Linked DNA regions of Mus musculus: regions 1 and 2 are each linked to region 3. A link is a contact called in public ChIA-PET data. All regions are on one chromosome and are shown on one strand. Each heading gives the region's core, a stretch centred on a gene start, on an enhancer-like site or on the middle of the called end of the contact. The rest is flanking DNA. Distances are from core to core; before and after follow the strand shown. Region 1 overlaps Cblb (Casitas B-lineage lymphoma b). Region 2 overlaps Cblb (Casitas B-lineage lymphoma b). Region 3 has its middle 280 kb from the start of Gm29686.

What was found. ChIA-PET counts read pairs in DNA pulled down with a chosen protein or histone mark.
Region 1: a contact with region 3 is called in an RNA polymerase II ChIA-PET map of effector CD8 T cells, with 24 read pairs. The contact joins two enhancer-like sites. A contact is called at or near these places in 1 of 15 datasets of contacts at CTCF or cohesin (CD8 T cells), 1 of 484 Hi-C or Micro-C datasets (regulatory T cells) and 3 of 115 datasets of contacts at active chromatin or transcription factors (CD8 T cells, effector CD8 T cells and memory CD8 T cells).
Region 2: an RNA polymerase II ChIA-PET map of effector CD8 T cells shows a contact between it and region 3, with 18 read pairs. The contact joins two enhancer-like sites. A contact is called at or near these places in 1 of 484 Hi-C or Micro-C datasets (CD4 T cells) and 6 of 115 datasets of contacts at active chromatin or transcription factors (CD8 T cells, T-cell acute lymphoblastic leukemia, effector CD8 T cells and 3 more).

The regions. Positions count from the first base shown.
Region 1 is chr16:52,085,615-52,088,912 of GRCm38.p6, forward strand. All of the region lies in intron 3 of Cblb (Casitas B-lineage lymphoma b), which reads left to right. Among named protein-coding and RNA genes, the nearest start is that of Gm23513, 18 kb to the right of the region's middle. Within about 2 kb of position 1,322, at least 16 of the 459 cell types and tissues checked have an H3K27ac peak or open chromatin away from gene starts, as enhancers often do. A contact at or near this core is called in CD8 T cells, effector CD8 T cells, memory CD8 T cells and 1 more, where this site is marked.
Region 2 is chr16:52,145,058-52,148,876 of GRCm38.p6, forward strand. All of the region lies in intron 9 of Cblb (Casitas B-lineage lymphoma b), which reads left to right. Among named protein-coding and RNA genes, the nearest start is that of Gm23513, 42 kb to the left of the region's middle. Within about 2 kb of position 2,469, at least 46 of the 459 cell types and tissues checked have an H3K27ac peak or open chromatin away from gene starts, as enhancers often do. A contact at or near this core is called in CD8 T cells, effector CD8 T cells, memory CD8 T cells and 2 more, where this site is marked.
Region 3 is chr16:51,702,875-51,706,700 of GRCm38.p6, forward strand. No RefSeq gene overlaps it. Among named protein-coding and RNA genes, the nearest start is that of Gm29686, 280 kb to the right of the region's middle. Within about 2 kb of position 2,392, at least 27 of the 459 cell types and tissues checked have an H3K27ac peak or open chromatin away from gene starts, as enhancers often do. A contact at or near this core is called in CD8 T cells, effector CD8 T cells, memory CD8 T cells and 2 more, where this site is marked.

The sequences.
Region 1 (3,298 bases), core at 72-2,571, 380 kb after region 3:
GATAAATACAGCTATCACTTCACGGAACTGCAGGGATCAGGAGTAAAAGTGGACCACAGCTCTCTTGTGTCCCACACTGCAAGATGGGTCTGCTTCCAGGTGGGTTTCTGGCTAAGCACCAAGGGTCTGAAGGAGGTAGTCCACTCCAGGAAAATCAACGCTGGCTGTCCCTCTGGTGTGCTTGGCACTTTTTAGAGGAGATACACTTGATAGGAGAGAGCAGCACGGGGATGGGGGAGAAATGGAGCCACACAGAGTACCATAGGAAGAAGAATCAGTAAGGGCTTGAGAAAGATCCCCAGGCCTCATAAATCCACAGCCTCTTTGCTTAAGCAGCAAGCCTAAAGAACTAAATAGAGGTTCCATAATTATTCTGAAGATTGTGTATTTTAAATCTCGTGGGTAATTATCACAGCTAAAAATTACACATTACAATAATCACAACTAGCAAATTACCTGGAATTGCTTGCTCAGTGGATATCTTTCAGCACCCGAAATTTGTACATAAAATGACTATTCATGAGAGCTATTTATAATGGAGTGCTTGTTAGCACTGGCTGGTGTAAAGACTTTACTGATTTCTCTAATTGAATTTCCATCAACACCGCAGGTTTCAGTGTTACCTGTCTAAGTCAAGGAGTTATCTTATCCTTAAATAAAGCTGTGAAAGTGTACTGGTGAAATGAAGTAGTATATCAAAATATATATGTGTATCTGTCTGTATAGGGGCTGGATTGGATTTCTTGTTAAGTGTTCTTTCAAATTTGACTTTACCCATTAATGAATGATGTATGTCCAGGGTGCCGGTGCTCAGTGTCTTGGCTGCTTCCATGTGGCTGCATCCTGACATACCATTAATGCTGTACCTAAAGGGCCAGTTGCACATCTTCCGATTCCCTCCCACACACAGAGACATGTGAATGATTTTTGTGAGTAGACACCTTTAGATTTGAACTTGGCCTGTGCTCTGAGTCCCCTGGACTCCCTGGGAGACTCCATTGAATTCAGCATTTAGGTCTGGTCTTTCCTTTGGCCCTTGGCGCTCTGACTTAGGTGTCAGTCGGCAGCCCAGGGGGAGAGGCCACTGTTCAACCTCTCTTCAGGCAGATACTTAAAAAGTCTCCTAGAGATGTATGGGATTTCTCTACTAGAAAGATACGGCATGAGTAATTTTGCTAAGGTCAAAGATGAATTTTTGAAATTAAAAAGCCAAGGGTGGGCTGTTCCAGCTGGGTATGACAGGATGTGGGAAGATACCCTTGTGCCCGAAGCAGCATCACTGTTCAAAGTGCCGAGAGCCTGGGTGTGAACCTTGCAGCCATGCATGCGGGTTGGGGCAGGGTGGGGCCGGGGCACTGGAGGTAGGGCCGGGGCACTGGAGGTAGGGACAAGCAGAGGAAGCTCCCATCATGTATGACGCCCACTTAAGTGGGGATTCAAGTGTCTCTTGAGTATTTCAAACTTACATCACCTTAGAGGCATGTTATGAGACTCTCAAATTATTAAGGTAGTTCAGCTATTTTTTGATGACTTTGCATTGTTGACTTCTTGCCAAAAATCATATTTTCACACACATGCTCAGAGCACTCTCCTTTTCTCCCTCCAGCATCCCTTGGATCTTTGAGAACCTTTTCTATGCTCAGGCTCCAGGCGATTGTGACTAGAGGTGGAGTCCTGGCCTTGGCACCATTTCTGAGGCATGTGGTTGATCAAGCACTATATATATAAAATCTGTGCCCACTTCTGAGAGCTTTTAACCAGCGTAACTCTGCTGCTGTGTGAAACAGGTTAGCGTAGAATGTGCTCTTGAGAAAAGTGATGATGGCAGGTTAGCTGAGGAGTCCTAAAGGTGGGCAGTGGGAAGGGCAAGCATGCTGTGGGACTCCTTGCTGGTCCCTGTACCATACAGAAAGCAGCACATTTCAAAGGCATGTGGTGATGTTGCAGAACAATTCAGAGTTCTTCAGAAAATGAAAATGGTAGACTTTCAAACCTGTCTTCATGTTAATGCTTACTTAAAAGGCCCAGTGACTAATTTGACTAACTCCTTGTTAAAAGATTTCTCATTTTAACTTTGGATACAATTATACTTTAATAGCTGCTCACATTTAAAATAGTTTTTAATGCATTGAAATATTAAATATGTGATATGCTTTTCTCATTAAAATTTCTGTCTTTTTATCACTTCTGTAAGTGTGGTATTTAACACAGCGATTAACTGTGGCTTTAATGCCCCGTACCTATGTTTTGGCAGCAATTAAAGTTATAGACCATTTATCTGTTCATAATAATTGCTGCTTCCTTTTAAGCCATTTTACCAAGTGCCGTAAAGGTTATTTTTATTAATAAGCCAATATTTCTGCCTCAAAGAAAGGGCTAATCCTTTCTGAAGTTTGTCATTTAACTAGCCTAAGTCATGAATGCTTTGAAAAGTGGTTCTCTGTGTATATGGACAAAAGTTTGTCAGTTAATTATTTAAGAAATGTGTTCAACAGGTCATGTCCAGGATTTTGACTTTTTAAAATCAAATTAATTTCTATGAATAAATATTTCACCTACTTGTGTGTATGTTCATCACCTGTGTGCCTGGTACTGATGTAGGTCAAAGGAGGGTGTCAGGTTCCCTTGAAATGAATTGACAGGTAATTGGGACCAGCCATGTGGGGCTGGAAACCAAACCCGTGCCCTCTGAAGAACAGTAAAGTACTCTTCACCACTGACCGAGCCAACATTCCCACTCGTGATTGTATTTTTAATTTGCTGATGTAGTATTTTTTCCTTCTCTCTCAGTCTTCAAAATTATTATGTAAACTTAATGGGTCAAAAATAATTGTTTGGGGCACAAAAAATCATTTTGAATAATTTTTCTTGAATCATTTAAGTGTTGTTGCATTTATTTCCTATTTGATTTGTGTAGTAGTTCACTAACTTTTGCTTTATCTTTCTTTTTAGTTTTATTTGTTTTATTTTTCTAGACTTTTAAAATATATTTCTAGGGGTACTTTTTAAAAAAGTGTGTGCTGTTTTGATAAAAACATTCTAAGATAAATAATTTTCTTTCTGCTGACCTGGTTAGTCTTGCCAGTGAGTCCCACAGGAGGACACAGAGAGGAAGAGGAGTGTTTAAAGTCACACCACAGCTTAGGTGCCCTCTGAGGCTCAGGCAAACGGGGGCTAGGTTGGGTCATCTTCACAGTAAGCATTGGTTTCCCAGCCCCTTGGGTGGTTTGTTTGTGCTGCCCACCTTGAGGTCCCGCTGGGTGGGTGCTGGAGACCCTCCTGGGTTGTCTGCAACCTT
Region 2 (3,819 bases), core at 1,219-3,718, 440 kb after region 3:
TCATAAATTATTAGCCCTTACTGTTTCCCCTTTTAATACTTAACTCCCTCTCAGTTTCACTGTTTGAAATTGGGGAAGTGCGTGCACGATCAAGCACTGGAAACAGGAGGAAATCAGTAGACGTTATTTGAAAAAGTGCTAGTAAATTAATAACTTATTAAGTAAAATTTTAAAAAGTAACTATTTCAAATGTGTTCATGAAATTGAAATATGTCTCCCGTTAAATTACACTTACACCACTAGTGAGTACTGTTATCTTAAACAGATGGTCAGCTTTTGCATATAGACAAAGAAAAAATGGCAAAATTTTGATATCTCCTCACAAAAATAGTATTTTAATAAATGTTCTGGTTCAGTCTGTACAATTCCATAAGCTTCTTCCTGGTTACATTGTAAACATGTCTATGTATACCCATTTGCAGTCTAGAGTATGGATTTCTGATACAGGGATCGCTTTGCATATTCATGTCCGTGCATGTAGGCGGTTACCCAATGCTGATTTTCAGGTCAGATGCTATGAAGGAAAGTGGAGGGGGTGGGGGGGGGGCATGAGATTCTTCTAACTGGACAGTGCTGTAATCATCGATGGAAAACCTCATGGAGTGCTTGTTTTAGACTGTTAGTTCTTCATGAGAAGGCATTACCTTTCAGAGACCTTGGCGTCCTCTCTCCCTGACAATGTGCCTGAAAACTTGTAGCCACAGGTACATGTGTTCTGTGCTGTAGACATTGTACCCTGTTATTTACCTCTGCTGCTCGCTTAACCTCTGGCACAGATGGCCACAAGACCTGGCTTCTACTTACTGTGTTCTCTCAAGGAATATTTGCAGTGACGTCTGATGCACATTTTCCTCATTTTTAAGTAACTTGTCATTTGGACATGGCTTGAAATTCCTAAAGTGGCAGTCTGGAATCACTGCATCTCAGTGGGGTATCACTAGTGAAAACTCGATAATCAGTAAAGGTGTCTACTACGGGGTAAGGGGCATTCCTACATCCACATACAGGTATCACTCAATATGCCCTGCTGACTAGGTTATCAGTGTTCAAAGCCTTCCAGTTAGTGCATGAGCAGCAATATTGTGTGATCTTTTAGACATGTTATTAAAAAAGTTTCCTTTATTAAGAGCAAGTGTTACAAATTTAATTCAATTAAAACATAGTGAAAAAACGTTCAGTAACAAGCCCCTGTTGGGAGTGTCAGTTTGAGGCTCACTGGATTTAACTGATGGTGTGTGCCTGAGCAGAGCACATCTATAGAACATTTCTTTCCTTCTGTAATATATTGTCAAACCTTGAATCTAAACTTACAGATTTACTGGAAGATTTCTGAGTTTCGGAGCTCTGGGCTGAAAGAAAGGCAGGTTGTAACAGATGTCTCTGTGTTTTTACTTTGCCCGTGTTCCAAAATGATACAGTACAGGGTCTTTTTTTTTTTTTTTCCTTTTTTCTTTAAAGCTGTTAGTTTTACTTCACGGGATTTTCCACTGTTACAGCCTTATAAAAAGTTAAGCTTTTAAGGTCAATCATGCACAGCACAAATCTATCGTTGAACAACACCCTTTGATAGGAACAAACCTGGGCACGTCAACATTTGCTTCCCGAGAAGTCAAGCCTGTTGCTTTGACTTTTATTTTAAGGAGGATCTCTTGAGCAGCTCGTGTCTCTATAGCAATCTCTGAGCAGAAAGGAAGTTCAGACGTAGTTTCTACTTTAAACTCACTGCTAGAAGTTTTATAGATGGGATTACTACCAGTAATTACCTGAAACGAGTATCTGCTTCTCCTGCAGCTTTAATTAGGGACATGAAACCGTTTCCTCTACCTTTACAGTTCTTTGGTTAGGTGTGCTGATATGAAAATGCTTTTAGGGAAATGCATGCCTCCCAAGGAGTTAGGATGTATCTGTCAGCATCCAACAGGGAACACTGAACCTGGACTACAAATTATAATGTGTTCAAGAAAGTGCATTTTTAGCAAGTTGTTCTTCACTAAAATTGTCTTTCATTTGATGCCCTGTTTTAGTTTAACTCCAATTCATTGGGGACTTAAATTTGATGTAATTAACAGCAAACCTAACAAAGGCACAGTAGTGGTTGCTGTTACAGTCTGTCAGTGGGTGCTCCTTAATTGCTGTCATAATGGCCTATTAGTCATGCCTCCAAAGAGGTGTCAGATTTTTTTTTTCATTTTCTGAAACATCTGTGTTATTTAATAAATTGAATAACCACGGAAGAGTTTGCCCAGAATACCAAGTAAGTTAAATAATATGCTTTGTGGAGCATTTGAAGCTGAGTTTCTCTGGGTGCGGCTTCTCTGTTTCACTCTTGATCAGTAAAGCTCGCGGGCACCCCTCTCACTTTCACCTGTCACTAAGAGGCAGAGAAAACATCTCCATGCAGAGTCCCGAGAGCATCTTCTTCCTGTGTACACAGTCTGTAAAGCACTGCAGTAACCCAGCAGCGGCACTGCACACAGGGTAAGGTAAGGAGCTGCGTCTCTCTTGACAAAACAGAGGCAAACAAGCAGTTCTGCTAAACCACGTCTGCGCTTCCAGATGACGCAGGCAGCAAACTTTGAATGTCTCACATAAAAAAGGCCATCACTGTCAATGCCACGCAGCTATACTTTGAATTCTGCCAACAACCCTAGTTTTATGAAATGGAAACTTAACTTCTGTGGCTTTTCCCCTAGACTTTTCTTCAGACACGTTTGCAGGAAAGACTTTTCTGTGTCCAAAGTGTTGTAAGAAAACAGTGAGTGCATTCAAATATGAGTGTGGCGTTAATGCCGTACGATCAAATAGAGCACTGTGGAGAGGCAAAAATCTAGCTCACTGCGTATGTCTCAGTGAGAAACAGATATGATTCTGGCTTATTTTAAAAGCAACATTCGCATGTCTAACCTTCTAGAAACTTTTTAACGAAAACTAAAACAATATTTGCTTTTAAGACCGTTTCAAACGTACATTTCTCTCTTTGCCTTCTACTGTCTCTTTTCTGGGTTAGTGTGATAGAACAGACTGGAGCGTCTCTTTCTCAGAGGGGGACTGAAGGAGTTGGGAGTCTTGGTGAGCTAGTGCAATGGAGCAGGCGTGAGGAGTACCCAGGCCTGAGAGGAGGGCGGGTTGACGGTGAGGTGTAAATCAGAGAAGCCTTTGAAGAGGCTGGCCTCTCCCTACACCTTGCTGAGGCACCGACCCTCTTATTTGTGCCCAGTCTAGCAGGCCTCAGATTCCTGGCCAGTCTCCTGTCTCCACCTCCCATTTTGTCCACAGGAGTGGTGGGATTGCAGACAGGTGCCACTTATCTGCATCCAACTGTCTGTTCCAGTCTGCGGGCTTGAAGGAAAGGGCCTGTACCTGTGGAACCACCTCACCCACTGCAGCAAAAATAAACTCCCGGAGAACAAGTCTAAGTTAGCCTAAGTCTGCTAACTAACTCAGTAGACGGATTCTCACAGCACCACAGTGTATTTGAGAACTGAAATGGACAATTTGGGAACAGTATTAGTTGACACCAACACTCTACTGTGGGCTGTTCTTTTTGAAGACTTATTTTTATTTGATGTGTATGAATGTTGTGCCTGTGTGTTGTCTGTGTGTCACAGCTGTATCTGTGGAAACCAGAGAATGGCATTGGGTCCCATAGAACTAGAGTTACAGGTAATGTGAACCACCATGTGGGTGCTAAGAACTGAACCCTGGTTTTCTGCAAGAGCAATAAATGTTCTTAACCTCAGAGCCATCACTGCTGCCTAAGCCATCTAAGCGAGTTGCTGTTAGTCACAGCGCTTCACTAATAATTCAGAAAGCAAATAA
Region 3 (3,826 bases), core at 1,142-3,641:
AAAATCTAGATAGCTAGCATAGCCAACACATGTCTAGTGAGTTGTCATTGTATTTTTGAAATTATGACACTGTGGAGAATTTTGTGGATCATTCTAACCAGGATTGAAAGTTTTCTGTAAATTTAGCTTATCATTATATTCTGTATGTATTTTTAAAAGGTTTAAATAGACAATAAACCATGTTCCATGGACATTAAATAATTAAGGATGAGAAGAAATTGTGTCTTTCACTTACAAATTCTTATATTCCCTTAAGTTCCACCTGGTAAGCCAAAGCTTTTTGTGCTAAGTGTTTTAATCATCAACCCCATCTGGAATGTGAAGTACCTGTGGGCGTGATGAAAATTCTGGGTGCTACAATGTCACTAATGGCTTGGAAATGCATGAGCAGCATTTTTTCAAGGTTTGCATCAAGGTTATACTCTAATTACTTTCATGATCACTTTTTAAAATACAAAGAAGGGATCTATTCCTGAAGAGGTATAATTTTAACAGACTATACTCAGATCTCAAGCCAGAAGACATCTGAGGCTTTTCTATTTCTCACATCCAGATAGATGCTGGCTAGGTTTTGGGCAGTGAGCAGGACCATAAGATAACATGAATGAATCCTTCCAAAGCTTGAAAGCATGGATGTGAATAACAAACCTCTGGAGTAGAGGCCTTTATCCCCATGTTTCTTAAAGCTGCTTGGAACTCGGAAACTTATCCCATGGCTCAATAGAGAGAAATTCTAGTTTTTCTCTCCCCCTGGATAAGCACAAAGAAAAGCCACCCAAAGTTTCTACTGTTTCTCAAGTTTAGCATTCACAGGACTATGCTTGGTATCTTCCTTCATTCTCCTCACTGATGGGATGGTTTTGGATAGATGTGAGTCACAGAGTGAGAACTCTGAGCTTTTCCAGACAACTCCCTATCTTTCCACATTGAGTAGTTTTCCCGGAGTGTCTGTTCATGTTGTAAATATACCCACTGATCTAGTCTGCTGTTGCTACCCTTCCATCCTTCCTTGTCTGAGTACTGTTACTCTAGTTGGCTACTTCTAAATGCTCATAACAGCCCATTCATGGTGCCAATATAGTTTCCTAACATTCTTGTCCCATTCCACTTATAGATATTCACAATTGTTTTAGCAACAATGTGACCTTACCCTTTTCTTCTGAATCCTTGACCTACCTCATTGATGAAATACTGAAATTCTTTCATCTCTCACACAGCCTGTCATAACCTGTGCCACCAGGCTTACCTTACGTAGTGTGCTCTTGGCTTGCATGTTCAGCAGAACAGCACTCATGGATCCAAAGGCTGCAACCAACTTCCACCCTCTCTAGACCTGATTTATTCATTGTACAGGATCAGAAAACAACTTTTTCAGAAAGTCATTCCTCTATCACACTATCTCAGACATTCTATATCTTAGCCATCACCACACTGGATGATGATCTGATTAATAATTACACTACCAAAGCTCAGCACTCTCAAATAGTAAACAAACATGTATGTATGTATGTATGTATGTATGTGTATATATGTATGACATATATATACATATTCTGAATAAACTAATGAATTCAATGGCTTATAAAATATCAATGAATTCAAGACCAGCCTGTTCTATATTGAAAGTGTGCACCTTATATTCAAAATAAAATGCTTGATTCTTGACCCTAGGTATGGGAAATCTTCAAAATGCCTCAGAAACTCGTATAGCAGGAGTCCGTGGCACATTTTCACACTTATTTGACATTTTTCTTTTATTTATAACAAGCTACTGCTAGCATAAAAATGCCAAAACTAATGCTGGGGGCTACGGTTTTATTTCTAATTCCAGTTTTCTAAGGGTTTTGTGTGATCTTCATGTTCTCATCTATTTTCAGCCTTCACCACTTAGTATTGTCTAAAATCCCAGAGTATCACAGAAATCATAAAACTGTAAGTTTCTTCTCTCATAACGAAGGCACGTGAATATTATTTATTTCTCAACACTTGCAGATGCCACATCAATAAGAGGAAGGTAAAAAAATCAGTGCTTAATCTTTAACTGGATGTGGATTCTATGTACCTCCTATCATGTGACATGTGCACGGAACTCACAGTTAATGCTTATCCCTGCCTTGCTCGTGTTCTTTTACCTTTATCAGATCATTTTGGCTATTGAAGATCTTTGAAAAATATGATCTACGTGCCCATTGGTGTATGCTTGCTTTCAAGACAGGTCTGCTCTCACCTCTGTAGGTGTTGCTTACAGTGACCTTTCAGTTGAGAACTGGAATGACTCTTTTATTCTGATGAGTACATTTATTTATAGAAAGATGCCAAGCAAGGCCACACTTGAAAGCTGAGACGGGACCTTTAAAATGCACAGGAAAGAATAGGCATGTAACTGGTGACACTTTCAGGTTGAGGTTCTCTCACATGTGGTTTGTCTAAAAGGAAATAGTGGAGACACCTAAGCTGTAACCTAAATTCTCCACTATATATCTAAGGTTTTCTCTCAGGGACCACCTTGGTGTGGAAAACTGAATCACACCCCCATTTTATCTGAAAAATAAAAAAAATGATTAGAAACCAACAGCGCACTTCTTCCAGGCAGTTAAGGGAGGTACCCATTTGAGTGTCTAATGTGTGACAGAAAACAACTGTCCTTTCTTCTCTTTCTGTAGCATAGAAGTTTTCTTTTTAAAAGCAGGAGGGTGCTTAAAATTGCTTAAATATTCTTCAATACATTCTTTCAAAACTTGGAGAATTTGAGTGTTTGCATTTATTTAAAAGGTGAATTTGGGAGCAAGGAATTTTATCCAAATCTCTCTCTCTCTCTCTCTCTCTCTCTCTCTGTGTGTGTGTGTGTGTGTGTGTATGTGTGTGTGTTTAGTACTAAATTCAATGTTAAGATTGAAGTATCCAGTGTATTGGTTCTATTTGCAACACACACACACACACACACACACACACACACACACACACACACACACACACTAAAAAAAAAAAAAAACCACATATATCTTGCAATAGAAAAGCATTGTAAACAATTCAAAATAATGAATGACTATAAAGCCTCGGTTAGAATAAAATTAAATCACTGACATTTGGAAGAGACAGCTAGCTAAATTTTAGCCTTAGGTATCATTCAAAATTAAATTCTCTGGCATAGGTCTCTTTGCAAATAAAGATATACCCTCTGAATATAATGACTTCATTCCATTTAATTGATACTTACACAAAGAATTAGTTTCATTATTGCCACATAAAAGAGCGGTGGCATCATTTGGGAATCAACAATATGGACTTCAAACTCCTTTTTCTGATATGAAACCCTGGTCCCATCACTTGTTAATTGGGGGCCTGAATAGGTAGTACAGACTCTCTCTACTTCTCTACTTCAGTTTTCTTATTGGCAAAGTGAATATGTCATTGATCTAGAATTTTAAACAGTTTAAGTACAAAGCATGCATATTAATAATACAGTTTGGTTATTATTTTATAATAAAGTTTGGTTCTTAAATATTTACTGTATAAAAAAAATCAATGAGTTCATGTAATGCCTATACTGGTGTTCATGAGATGTACCACCTCTTGTGCAAGAGTGGCAATGAGCTGGATGCACGATGATTTCCAATTTCTCATTGCCTGACATGGGATTATACATTCACTGGATTTGATTTCCCTCAATTGGTTGCTCTAGCTTGTCCAAACTGTGCAGGGTTGTTCATTATAACCCACTGATAATGCCTTTGAAAAAGCTTCCTTACTCATGCCTGTACAATGTACTTCCTGGGATTATTCGTATCTCAGAGCTTAGTACTCCTCTAATGAAGACACAGCTATG